Regions from separate parts of the Mus musculus genome. Here all the other regions are linked to region 1. Evidence: chromatin contacts called from public Micro-C data. All regions are on one chromosome and are shown on one strand. Each heading gives the region's core, a stretch centred on a gene start, on an enhancer-like site or on the middle of the called end of the contact. The rest is flanking DNA. Distances are from core to core; before and after follow the strand shown. Region 1 has its middle 20 kb from the start of 7530428D23Rik. Region 2 has its middle 46 kb from the start of Gm31813. Region 3 overlaps Gm31813 (a long non-coding RNA gene).

Region 1 (4,422 bases), core at 1,406-3,905:
GAGTGTTCTGCCACTGAGCTGTCTCCCCAGCCTCTGCACTTCCACTGCCCTAGAAGAAAACAAGAGCAAGCTAGTTGTGCAATGAGTGGAAGGAAAGAGGGTAGGTTCTGGTCGGAGTCTAAGAGCTTAGCTTTTTTAGAGTGCAATTTTAATTATGACTAAGCAATTCTTTTTAAGGGGGGCGGGTAAATCAATGTTGTTGAGGTTTAAAAACTCGACCTTTTATTGACTTAATTGCCAAACCTTAATGGACTATTAAGAGAAGCATGAAAAAATATGTCACTGAGTTAGAAGTCTGAAGTTTATTATATTAGTCATCATTGGAATATGTTTTGGAAATCACTTACCTAATTAACCATTATGACTATTACTCAGTTGTTTCTATGGATAAAACTCCATCTTATTCCTCAAAATCGACATTCATTTATGTTGTTATTTGTGCAGTCTTAGACATCAGTATCTAATTGTTTTGAGGGGCTGGAGTTCCTCCTATTCTTTTATTAGGCCATTTACCGGTAACACCCAATTCAAAGTTGTAAATACAAATGTTCCTTGGTATATGTATCCATGAGGGATTGGATCCAAGAATTCCTGTCATTTGTGGAGCATCCAAAATCTGTGGAGGCTCAAGTTCTTATGATAGGCCAATGTTTGCTTGCAGCCACAAAATGTGCTGCAAGATTTGTTTTATTTATTGTGTTTTAGTGTGATATTTATTAATAAATATTTATATAATAATGTGTGTGTATTTGTGGTCTGGGTTGGCTGAGGCCACAGAGTTCATGGATATGGAGAACAATTTGTATTCATGGTGAATTTCCTTGGGCATTGAGCTTCAGTGTGGTAGCCACAGGGCAGTGATTCTAAATTGCTTGACATTTGAAACCACCTGAGGATAGACACAGTCCACACAGGAGAAATCGGGTAGCGTTGGGATTACTGTTTCTCAGGTATCTTCAGTGGACAGTCAAGGTTATACAGCACTTGCGATTAGCATAAACAAGTGCAAAAGTATAGTACGCAGAATTCTCTCTCATTGTAGGCACACCAAAGTGTGAAAGAGGAAAACAGAGGAAAAAATTCATTAGACTCATGTTGAGGAGATGAGAGTTTTAACACTGAGATTCAGTCTCAATCCCTCTGCGTTTTTTCTTAAGCAATCCCTGGATTGATGCTGTGAAGTATTCTTTAAAAGCTCTGGCTCCTCTAACACACAGCCAGGTTTTGAAAGCTGATTCGCCCTGTGGTGGTTCGGGTGGGGGTGGAGGAAGATGCCTCCAGCTCCTTTATCGCTAACCTACCTCAGTCTCTGTGAGAGAAGGATACTTTTTTTTTTAACCAAGCATCTTAGCTATGAAATTAAAAATCAAGTAACGAAAAGTTCAGTTTAGCTAAGATTTTCTGGTGGCATGTGATGAGAGACACTTCCTAAAAGCATCAAAGGAGCCTGAGTTATCGAGCTCTGACACTATCAGTTCTTGACAGAGCGGTGTGGCAGTTCTGTGAGGCCTGGAGAGGCCTAGTTTAGTTGATCTATTGAGCTTTGTTTCCTAGCATTTGAAGTCTCACTTCTCTCACATAAATACAGGGTTAAAACAAAAACAAAAACAAAACAAAACAAAAAAACAACAGAGCTGGTGAGCATTTGAAGTCTCACTTCTCTCACATAAATACAGGGTTAAAACAAAAACAAAAACAAAACAAAACAAAAAAACAACAGAGCTGGTGAGATGCCCCATCCCAAATGACGCTTGTCTTAGAAGCCCGTGGATCTGTTTAAATCCCAGAACTCACATAAAAAAATAAATAGAAAACAATAATAAAAAGCATACTCGTGGTCTCTCAGAGGTGGAGACAGATGGATCCTGGTGTTCATTACCAGCCAGTTTAGCTTCCTTCGTAAATTTTAGGCCAGTGAGAGACCCTGTCTCAACATAAATAAATAAAATTAAAATTACAGTAAATGAATAAAATAAGAAACAGTGGACAGCACCTGAGGAATGGTATCTGAGGTTGTCCTTTGGGTTCCATATGCACTGGCAAACACATAACCCCACATGAATGCAAATATGCAAATCAATAGATACCAAATCAAAGGCTGTATGACATTATAGCAGAACATTGAAAACACTCAAGATGCTTCATAATAGGCAATAGTGCTGCTTGTGTTAATTATTTAACTGTAAGTAGCTAGCTCTATGTTGAATTTCTTCCTAAGACTTTAGCCAGCTGTCATGTTTCTGCTGATCATGTGGGTAACCTGACCGTTCTTTCCTTTTTCAGACATCAACCCTACTGAGTTCACAGAGCTGCCTCTATCATCATGGGGAAAGAAAGAAAGAAAGAAAGAAACCCACCACCAACAATAAAAAACCAACTCTTTGATTAACTCAGAAATTCCAAAATTAAACCTAAAATGCTTGTGGGAAAGGCTCTAGATGTGCTTTATATATCACAGTTACAAAGCAGGCATCAGATTGATTGTCTTTGCATGTTGCAATCAAGTTTTGTGGCTACTTCCTGCTTTTTTGGGCAGTGTGGTGAGAGGGATAGGGAAAATGCTTTGGCTTGATTCCTTGCTTACATTGTTGATAACCATCCTGGGTTCTTGGATTCTGGCAGAGCTGCAAATAGCAACAGGGATGGGTCTACTTTTAAACTCCTGCCAGAATTCCTGTGGCCTCAGCTGACACAGAGGAATGCACAGACTCACGCACAATTCTTATGAGACTTCAATTGTTGTAGTTTGCTACAGGAGCCGTCCACATACATCTTTTCAGTAGATCGTAGTCTACTGCTGTGGAGGTTTGGGGGATCAATCTGTGTGTGTCCCCTCATGCTTAGGATGTTTATCTTGTAACTCTGAATTTGGAAGGAAGGAACTATTTTATTCATATGTGTAAATATATAAGTATATGTTAATAAATATATATGTATATGCTTCAAAAACCTACAGACTCACTAGCTGGCTGTGGTCCTCATCCTGGATATCTTCAGTATTTCTGAACAGAGAGAAACCCATTCTTTCTTTGTGAATGTCCCCCACTGCCCCCAGAACCAGATGCTGTTAAAGAACTGACAGAAAGCTAAAACATTCGAAGTCACCTTGGAAATGACCTTGAAAGAGTAGAGGGAAGATAAAAGCAGGGAAGCTGTTGAATGACAAATTTAGCATGCTTCTTCAGCATACACCCTTGACTTTTAAAACTACTTTTGCCGGGCCATCATAATGGGGGAGGGGAGGGTGGGTGTCATGCATCTCAGGTTGTCCTCAAATTTGGTGTGTAATCAAGGATGACTTTGAATTTCTATCCTCCTGTTGCTATCTTCCGAGTGCTGGGTTGCAGGTATATGGCACTAGGCTCACTTTATGTGGTATCGGGGATTGAACCCAGGGCTTCATGTATGCTAGGCAAGAACTTGACTCCTAAAATTTTTAATTATTTCAAACAGATATGCTATCCCATGCTTGAATGGTTCTGATTAGTCCAAAAATATCTTAGCAGACAACCAAAGGACGAGAGGTGGTTTAGTTTTTCACAAAAGTCTCTCCTCTACTAAGGAGGGTATCAGGTTTAAAGAGGAACACCTGTTTTGCCAGAACCTAACTGAAGTCTTCTAGTTGTTCTCACATAAGTCAGTGGACAGCTGTTAGATAAGATATGGCAACAATTTTAGACACTTGAGAACCATGACATTGAGCTAGAGACCTGGAGGTCCTTGGGGCTCTGTTAACCCTCCTTTGGGCCACCTGTCACGGTAGACAACACAGTCATTAAGAAAAAGAGTGTTGCCCCGTTGTTTGAGAATAGACCAGCATGTGTTCGGCATTAGTAATGTTTTTTCCAGCTTAAGTAGCACTTATTCCTGATTACTTTTGGACTGTCCCTGTCCTATTTAGTGATGCCATTATTCCCAAGTCTAAAATCAGAGGTCCTCTTGATCTTTTATTTACAAAGCCTGGCTAATTCCTCTCTGTTATGACTCTTTCTTTTCCTCTCATCTAACGCCATCACTTTAATACAGGCTTCCATGACCTCACCAACATCCTCTTGGGGTAGCTGAGGTGCCACTGGAGCACCGTTCATGCATTCTCTTTTCTAGAACCAGGTTATTCTGTGAATCTTCAGCTGTGCTCCAGTGTCTTATTAGGCTATTCTTCACCCTCTGGTTTTCTGATAAAACTCTGGCTGGATCTGTCCCTCAACTTGTCAAAACATCTCAAGCATTTTTTTTTTCACCACAGAATTGTGGACTCCTTTTCACTTAGGGTTTTGTGGGTGTTCCTGGAATTTCTTTTGCTTACTTTTCCCCAGTCACCACTGTTTACTATTCTAGCAAGCCTCATATCACACACCATTGTTGAAAGGTCTTCTCTGCCTCAAGAGAGATGTGACACCCCCCACCCCCACTTTTATCCTT
Region 2 (4,422 bases), core at 978-3,477, 190 kb before region 1:
ATTTTAGTTATTTATTGTATATGTGTGCCTATGCATATTGTGTGTGTCACTGACCACATCAAAGGAGTGAAGGGTCAAAGCTGACCTGATGGAGTTGGCTCTTTCCCTCCACCATGCTGGTCCTGGGACTTGAATGCCAGTCATCAGTTTTAGTGGCAAGCACTTTTACCCCCTGATCCATCCCTCTGCACAGGCTTGTTTTATTATTATTATTATTATTATTATTTTTATTTTTATTGATGTGCGTGTTAGTCAGCTTTCTAGTTGTACTGGCTAGTTTTGTGTCAACTTGACACAGCTGGAGTTATCACAGAGAAAGGAGCTTCAGTTGAGGAAATGCCTCCATGAGATCCAACTGTAAGGCATTTTCTCAATTAGTGATCAAGGGGGAAAGGTCCCTTGTGGGTGGGACCATCTCAGGGCTGGTAGTCTTGGTTCTATAAGAAAGCAGGCTGAGTAAGCCAGGTGAGGCAAGCCAGTAAAGAACATCCCTCCATGGCCTCTGCATCAGCTCCTGCTTCCTGACCTGCTTGAGTTCCAGTCCTGACTTCCTTGGTGATTAACAGCAGTATGGAAGTGTAAGCTGAATAAACCCTTTCCTCCCCAACTTGCTTCTTGGTCATGATGTTTGTGCAGGAATAGAAACCCTGACTAAGACCAATTGGTACCAGCATAGTGGGGTATTCCTGTGACAACCTGACCATGTTTTGGGGAGGACTGTGGAAGGACTTTGGAACTTTGGGCTAGAAGATCCATTTGTTGTTAAGAGCTCTGTCATATGTTGTGTAGGAGCTTGGAAGATAATGTTGAGAACAGTGCAGAAGATGGAGGCCTGGCTTGTGAAGTTTCAGAGGGAAAATTAAAGACTCTTTTCAGGGACCATTGCTATTTTGGAGTTTGATTATTCTGTGGTTCTGGTTAGCTGGGACTGAAGAATCAGTTGTGATTAACAAGATACCAGAACTACTAAAGCAAAACCTTTGCATTACTGGGACTATTGATGCTGGTTAGCTGGGGCTAAGAAATTAGCGGTGACTAAGAAGAGACCAGCATTATTGAGGTGACATCTTCTGGGAAGTATTTTCTGAAAGCACAAAGAGGCTGTGTTCCAGAGATGGCCAAGGTTGTACTCCTGCTGCAGCAGGACTTGGTAATATGTAAGGGTCACCCAGGTGGTACTGGTTTTGAAGGCATGAAGGGGTCACACAAAGCAGCTGAGGCTTGGCACTGTGAGAGGCCATGGAAGGCCATTGGTGAAGGTGCAGCCTCAGTTGCAATTGAAGGCCCAGGACTGAAGGGGTCATGCAGTGTTTTGGAGATGCCAGTACCATGAGATGACCACCAAGAGCAGCAGCAGCAGTGGAGTACAGGCATCTGGAGCCTAGAGGATGATGTGTGTGCTACAAAGGGCCTGGTTGGAGAAGTGACCCAAGCCCTTGGAGGAGCCCAGAAGATCGTGAGTTGGATCCCAGACATTGGACGGTTGGAGATTGACTTTTGCTTTTGATTGTGACTGTGCCCTGATATTTTCCCTCTTGAAGGAAGAAACTGTTTTAGTGGAGCCCACAGTTAAGAGACTTTTAATTGTAAAAAGACTTTGAAATTTAAAAGAGATGGATATTTTAAAGAGATTGAAAATTTAAGAATATGTAAAGACTGTGGGACTTTTAAAGTTATTTAGAATGGGGATAAATAAGATTGTAAGGGTTGAGGCTTACTAGTGATGTTTTTGTGTGTCAAGTTGACAAGGGGTCAATTGTACTGGCTAGTTTTGTGTCAACTTGACACAGCTGGAGTTATCACAGAGAAAGGAGCTTCAGTTGAGGAAATGCCTCCATGAGATCCAACTGTAAGGCATTTTCTCAATTAGTGATCAAGGGGGAAAGGTCCCTTGTGGGTGGGACCATCTCAGGGCTGGTAGTCTTGGTTCTATAAGAAAGCAGGCTGAGTAAGCCAGGTGAGGCAAGCCAGTAAAGAACATCCCTCCATGGCCTCTGCATCAGCTCCTGCTTCCTGACCTGCTTGAGTTCCAGTCCTGACTTCCTTGGTGATTAACAGCAGTATGGAAGTGTAAGCTGAATAAACCCTTTCCTCCCCAACTTGCTTCTTGGTCATGATGTTTGTGCAGGAATAGAAACCCTGACTAAGACACTAGTACTGTGACACAATCCTTGAACAGATCAACCAGAAGGAAGTGCTGTGTCTTATGGGTTCAGAGCTTCCAGTCTGTTGGTCATTGTCTGCACTGTGTCTGAGTCTGAGAAACATAAACCAGGGCAGGTTACCAGGGTCCTGCTTCTTCACATTGGATCCACTTCCTTGTCAGTATCACACCTGGATAGTCCTTAGACTACAGTAGATTGATGGCATAAGATACTAAAGAGGTCAAAGTACTTATGAGCCAGTGAAGATCCAAAGCCACACCTCTGAAATCCACTGCATTGCGAACCATCCTTCAACACATGAGCCTTTGGAGAAAGCCCAGATCTAATCCATAGCAGCATGACAGACTCTAGTCAGGATGGCAGGTCATATCATTATGGGCTAAGAGCTTTGCTCTCCTGGAAAAGGCATGGGAAGAGGCAACTGCCAGTCTGGACTGTTGCCTGGGACACAAGAGAGACTGGCATGGCCTCATCAGACAAATCAAAAAGGACTGCTTGTGTCTGGGAAATCTAGAAGGATTTGGGAATTTGAACATTATGAGTCACCCAACTTCCTGCACTGTCCCATCTAATCATTCACTGACTGGGAGATACTTAGAGAAATTAGGAGGTGCTGAAACTCAGGAATGTTGTAATTCAACAACCCAAAAGATAACACAGTGTCATAATTTCAGTCTCCACAGCCCTGTGGCCACAAGAACACAAGGCACTCTTTTTAGAGAACATATAGTTCTCTAAGCCAACCCAGGTCATGGCTAAATCGTCTGCCTGTCTGGATTAGTCACAGTTCTGCTTTATCTGAGAGTATGGGAAGAGATTTCAAAAGAACTGCCTCTTGCTTTTATCAGTTCTACCAATTTGAATCTATCTGTAAAGCATGATAATAAGATGGAGACTCAAGAGAGAGAGTCCTGTTCAAACTCTGAAGGCAGTCTGAAGGCCGAACTCCTTCTTCCATTGCAGTGGATCTTTTTCTCTTGGGGTTGTAAATGATTTTGAGGAGCCCATCTATCATAGGGACTCAAAGCAGACCAATATAGTACTAAAAAAAAAAAAAAAAAGAAAAAAGAAAGAAAAGAAAAGAAAGAAGAAGCCTTCAGGAGGATCTAGGGCAAAGTTTAATTGACAGAGTACTTGATTAGTGTGCATGAAGCCCTGAATTCTCTCCTTAGCTCTGCATAACACTGGCCTGGTGATGCACGCCTATAATCACTTCTGAAAATAGAGGTAGAAGGATCAGGGATTCAAAAGTCATCTTATTCTACAAAGGGAATTTGATGTCAGCCGTGGATACATGATGAACGAACAATATGCCTGAAAATTCCATGACCTGAATTTGATTCCCAGAACCCATTCAGTGGGGGCTGAAGAGGTACTTGGTCTTCTGAGGACCTGAGTTCAACTTCTGTGCCTACAAGGTGACTCCTGATAATCCATAACCTCTTCAGGCACCAGGCTTGCATGTGGTGCACATACACACTCTGGGAAAACCACTTATACACATTAAATAAGTAAGTAAGGAAATAAATAAACAAATAATGAAACAAAACTTTAGAGAGTCTGGTTGTGCTGATGCACTTTTATAAACTTAGTGGTAGAAATATCTATCATCTATCTATCTATCTATCTATCTATCTATCTATCTATCTATCTATCTCAAAATCCTGGGATTCAGGAATCACTCCCCTATCCTGCTAGACAAACACTAGGGCACTGAACTGAGAGACTGAATTTCAGCACCCAGCCCCCAAAAGATATGAAAGTACACTCATACAAATTAACCAAAAAAAAAAAAAAAAAAAAAAGAAGAAGAAGAAAGAAAGAAAGAAAGAAAGAAAGAAAGAAAGAAAGAAAAGTAAAAAATTAAGAAGAGGTACACAGAACTTGAGGAAGGAAGCCCAAGGTTGTCTTTTGGCTTCCATGTGTATATATGTATACTCCTCCACTACATATACATCATATACATATACACAAGTATGTAAATTAATTAATTAATTAATAACTTCACAGCCACACCCTGACCTCCACTGAACTAAATATCGGGGTACAGTTTATCTAGGTAAGTTGACACATGAAATTAACTATCATCCTGTCTTTGCTTCTATAATAGTAGAGCACAGCTAATCGGGATTTTTTTTTTTTTTTACCCCATGTGAACTTCTACTTTTGGTAATTAGTAACTTGGTCTTCCCAGACTTGCCTAGCTCCTCCTTCTCATGTGACCACAGTTCTCTAAAACATCATCAGATAAGCATTT
Region 3 (4,422 bases), core at 637-3,136, 140 kb before region 1:
AGCTGATTCAGAGAGCTCAAGACATAGTGAAAGACCCTGTTTCAAAGCGGAACATGGAGAGTGACTGAGAACATGTAATGTGAACACTACAAACATAGGCACCACACAGCAAAGAGTAAAATCACAGCTCTAAACCTGGAGATGTTTTAGACTAGTGCTATATTAGTTCGTTATGCGTGAATATAGGTGTTCTCACGATTCCAGACTCTGTTTGCCTGGAATAGTTGCTTGTCAACGTTTTCTCAGTCCTTACCCAAAGGCTACCAGATAACGGAGATGTGCCTCCCCCATGGTCTGCTTAGCAAACAGAACGAGAAGAGAAAGAAGACAGTATGAGGTCTGAGGTGGAACATTGCAGTTGGGAAATTCCCATGCTTTTACCCTAAAAAGAAAAGTCAAACCGAACCGAAAACCAAAATGGTCTCGTAAAGGAAGTCTGAAAAGAATTCTAATGGCATTGACTGTGAGTTAAGAAAACATCTACATGGTACTTCAGTGTGTGAAGCCCAGGAGAAGCCTGCTTCCTGTCATGTGTCTGAGTCCAGTCCCAGGTGTCTGTGTCCTTAGTTGCTTCAGTGGCCAGTTGCTAGGCAGAACTAGGCTGATTTTGGTTTGCTTGTTTGCTTGTTTTGCTTGATAGGTTTTTTTGTTGTTGCTTGTTTCTGGAGTATACATGCGGTTCTCACACAAAATGAAACCATCCACTCAATGTAAAAACAAAACAAAACTAAACTTCTTCCAGAAATAACAAAATCACACAACAAAATTTAAATATTTTTTAGTTAGTTTTTTTTTTCTTTTTCCAAGCAGATTTAATCTGGAAGCAGGAACCAAGAACCATTAGACAATGGCAGTCTGCCTGTAACTTGTCTCAGATAAAGTCAGGATGGGGGAGATGGGAGGGACACTGGGGGGCATGGGGAACTTCTCTGTCACCTCAAGGTTTCACAGTGTACACAGGAAACATTTGAGGGTGGCTTTTTGTTAACCAGGTAGATTAGCTAATCTCCTGTTTCACCATAAAATACATTTTTAGCAGCGGTTTATGAACTATAAGCAAAGCCTCAACGTGGCGGGCTCAGTCCCTCCCTTGCTACGGTTGGGAGGTTCTGTGAGTTGGGCATGTTGACTTAGGCAATCAGGAAATTGAGATGGTTCTTGGCTTCAGCCAGGCTGACAAAGACTTTTTAGTCGCTTACTGGTGCAGCCAACCTACTCTCGTCCAGCCTGCTCTTGGAAAATCTACTGCTGTGTTCTTAGGGTGGGTCAGATTCCTGAAAGCAAGAGGTGGATTAACTGTCCAGGGGCCGCAGCCAATTCCCACTAATATTAACGCATCCCATCTATACAAATTTCCACCTTCATATAGTGAAAATGATCTGCTCTTCAAAGTGGAGAGATCAGCAGCTTTCTTTGATCACAGGGGTTTCTGAGCATCTCCAGTGCTAGCCTGGATTGTGTAGGTCACCTTCCAGCTCTTTGTCTAAACACAACTCTTTATTGCTAAAAACCTTTGGGGAAGCCTGAGGCTATAGCTTAGACTGTAGAGTGCCTGTTTCTCTAGTATGCAGAAGATCCAGGTTTGATCTCCAGCACTGCATGAATCTGGTATGGTACACATTCCTGTAATCCTGGGCCTTAGACAGTGAATGTAGGCGGACCAGAAGCTCATGTTCAGCTTTGGCTATTTACAAAGTTCAAGGCTAGCCTGGGCTACAGTGTAGAGTGCCACAAACAAACAACCCACTAACCAAAACTCTTGGAGTTTACAATTGTTTTCATGTGTATGAAATATTTATTGCAGGTTGATTTTATGAGAAGAGATGATGCAGTCCTATGATTCAGTGTCATACGTAAAAGCTGGCAGAGTGGCCTGAGTCACTGATGCCACTATGTTACATGGTCACAGTTGATCTTCAATGTGACCCCATGGCTAATTTCTGAACGATTCCCTCTAGTTCTGTGTGTTCAAAGCTCCTCTGTAAGAAAAGAGTCTAAGAGGGCATTTTAATTATATCTGTGACATTCAGCATTTTCACCTCTAAGATGTAACAAAGTCACCAGAAATACTATGGACCTGAGAGGGGTAGCTATTCACACAGCTTCCTGGGCAGGGGACACTGAGCCTGCTGCAGAACATCTGTCACATTCGTCTCTCTGAATAGCCCCTGTAACTAAAGTCCAGTTCAGTTTCTACTTCAAGTCCCACATATTATTAAATTACCAGTTGGCCTTCCAGGTACCTGGGGTGATTATGGTTTCTCATCTTAAATCACAATGGTCTTGAAGTTCCCTTCCTAAAATGTGAAAACTACAAAAGAAATAAGAGGAACAGTTAGAGTGAGAGGAACATTGCTTCTGATAGGAAAATTACAAAACATTGGACAGACCGTGCTCTATGTCTAGAGAACAGGGGCTCTGAGACTCCTAATGGCATAAGCAAAATTGGAAATAGGACATGGGTCAATAATCCAGTATATAGAATGATTTTTAAAAAGAAAATTTAACTCAAAAGAAGCTTGGTTCTTAGGCTAAGACCTGAGAGAAGTTTCTTCTCTGTTGCTGTTAGTATTGCCTGTCTACTTGACTGGCTCTAGGATCACCTAGAAGGCAAACCTCTGGGCCTAATCTGAGAGGATTTCTAGATTAGATTGCCTGAGATGGAAAGACCCACCCCGTGAATTTGGATTCCCACAGGTAGAAGGACCTGACTGAATAAAAAGGAGGAAGCCAGCTAAACTCTGGCATCCACACTTCCTGACAGAGGCCTAAATGTGAAGGACTGCCTCATGCTCCCCCCAGGCCTTCCCTGCCTCAGTGCACTTGGAGCCCTTGGATCAGGAGCCAGAAAAAACTGCCCTTCGTTAAGCTGCTTTCGCTGAATATTTTGTCATAGCAACAAGAAAAGTCAGTGCTACCTCCTCTCAGTAGACATTGGGTGGAGTGATAGATTCATAGAATTTTTTTTTAAGTGCCTCAAAACTAATGCCACATGAGTAGATATTGGAGTGGTGTTCCCGAGGCAGCTTGAGAGAGAAGAGTGACACATTTTGGTACAGGGTGCACTGTCTAAAATAACTGAAGAACGATGATTTGGGGGAATCTTCAGACAGTATTCCTTAAAGCATTCTAAAATAATAATAATAATAAATAAATAAAGTGTTGGGTATCAGAGAAATAAGGAATTCAATAAAAATCCCACTAAAGGAGTTTATCCCTGAAGCTAATGCTGCTATCAATCCCCAGGGTTTCAGTTCTCTGTTCCATTTGAGGATGCAGATAGATGACACGTATGTGCCCATGTGATTGTATTTGGGCCAATCAATGTAAACATGTCTCCCTGGCCAACCCCCACAAGCACTTTTCTGGGCTTAGGATCCTGGGTATCCGTAGGTTGGGTCTTCAAGGGCTCTAAAGAGGAGTGCTCCTGTGATCTCATGACTAGGGACCCAAACAGTGAGCAAATCTTGACTCCCTTGAGGTCCAGAAGCTAGTTTGAACAGCTTGCACTGTGCTAAGTGACATCATTTGACTTTTCAAACTGTAAAGTGCATCACTAGAGCAAAAGTCACCAACGGCTCCAGAAGCACACCCCTCCTACACTGAAAAAGACTGCCACTGCCTCCAACAGGCTGTTAGTGTGGCAATCGTACTGCTTGGGTTATTGCCTTAACTCTGTCATCCTCAGCCTGGGCAGGCTTCCTTATCTCTCAGAGCCCCCACTTATAAAATGAGAACAAGCATAGCACCTAGCTCTAAAGTTCGAAGAAGCTTGTTTACAGAGTGCCCAGCGTAGGACTTACCATGTGTAGTGGCTATTCCTGGTTGTCAACTTGACTATATTTGGAATGAACTACAATCCAGAATTGGAAGGCTCACCAGTGACCCTGGAGGCTAGGAGATAGAAGTTTCTGATCTGGATCTTGGTATGGAGATCTTGAGGCATAGTGGCTATGGATTCCAGAAGATTAAGACAGAGAGTTCTCCGAGTTCAAGATCATCTGGGATTAAAGTTATGGTGGAACACACATTTAATCTGGGCTACACCTTTTGCTGGAGACCATATAAGGACATTGGAAGAAGGGAGTCTTGCTCTCGCTCCTTCGCCTGCTTGCTGTGTGGGACTGAGTAACTGCTAGATCCTTGGACTTCCATTTACAGCTGCGACTGACCATTATTGGGAATTGGACTGCAGACTGTAAGTCATCAATAAATTCCTTTACTATATAGAGACTATCCATAAGTTCTGTGACTCTAGAGAACCCTGACTAATACAGAAGTTGGTACCAGCATAGTGGGGTATTCCTGTGAAAACCTGACCATGTTTTGGGGAGGATTGTGGAAGGACTTTGGAACTTTGAGCTTGAAGATCCATTCGTTGTTAAGAGCTCAGCCAGATGTTGTGTAGGAGCTTGGAAGATA

Evidence for each region. Hi-C and Micro-C count contacts between places; a contact is called where the count stands out from the background.
Region 2: a contact with region 1 is called in a Micro-C map of the HL-1 cell line, with 4 times the contacts expected there. The contact joins two enhancer-like sites. A contact is called at or near these places in 7 of 484 Hi-C or Micro-C datasets (the C10 cell line, the HL-1 cell line, Th1 cells and 3 more) and 3 of 115 datasets of contacts at active chromatin or transcription factors (CD8 T cells, embryonic stem cells and pancreatic cancer cells).
Region 3: a contact with region 1 is called in a Micro-C map of the HL-1 cell line, with 2.9 times the contacts expected there. The contact joins two enhancer-like sites. A contact is called at or near these places in 2 of 15 datasets of contacts at CTCF or cohesin (CD8 T cells and the NIH/3T3 cell line), 6 of 484 Hi-C or Micro-C datasets (the HL-1 cell line, Sertoli cells, liver and 2 more), 4 of 115 datasets of contacts at active chromatin or transcription factors (the 3134 cell line, CD8 T cells, heart atrium and 1 more) and 1 of 9 other capture datasets (liver).

Annotation. Positions count from the first base shown.
Region 1 is chr3:21,818,479-21,822,900 of GRCm38.p6, reverse strand. No RefSeq gene overlaps it. Among named protein-coding and RNA genes, the nearest start is that of 7530428D23Rik, 20 kb to the right of the region's middle. Within about 2 kb of position 2,655, at least 27 of the 459 cell types and tissues checked have an H3K27ac peak or open chromatin away from gene starts, as enhancers often do. A contact at or near this core is called in the HL-1 cell line, bone marrow-derived macrophages and pancreatic cancer cells, where this site is marked.
Region 2 is chr3:22,008,571-22,012,992 of GRCm38.p6, reverse strand. No RefSeq gene overlaps it. Among named protein-coding and RNA genes, the nearest start is that of Gm31813, 46 kb to the right of the region's middle. Within about 2 kb of position 2,227, at least 41 of the 459 cell types and tissues checked have an H3K27ac peak or open chromatin away from gene starts, as enhancers often do. A contact at or near this core is called in the HL-1 cell line, bone marrow-derived macrophages and pancreatic cancer cells, where this site is marked.
Region 3 is chr3:21,957,970-21,962,391 of GRCm38.p6, reverse strand. The region is part of intron 1 of Gm31813 (a long non-coding RNA gene); the gene reads left to right. Among named protein-coding and RNA genes, the nearest start is that of Gm31813, 4.2 kb to the left of the region's middle. Within about 2 kb of position 1,886, at least 22 of the 459 cell types and tissues checked have an H3K27ac peak or open chromatin away from gene starts, as enhancers often do. A contact at or near this core is called in the HL-1 cell line, where this site is marked.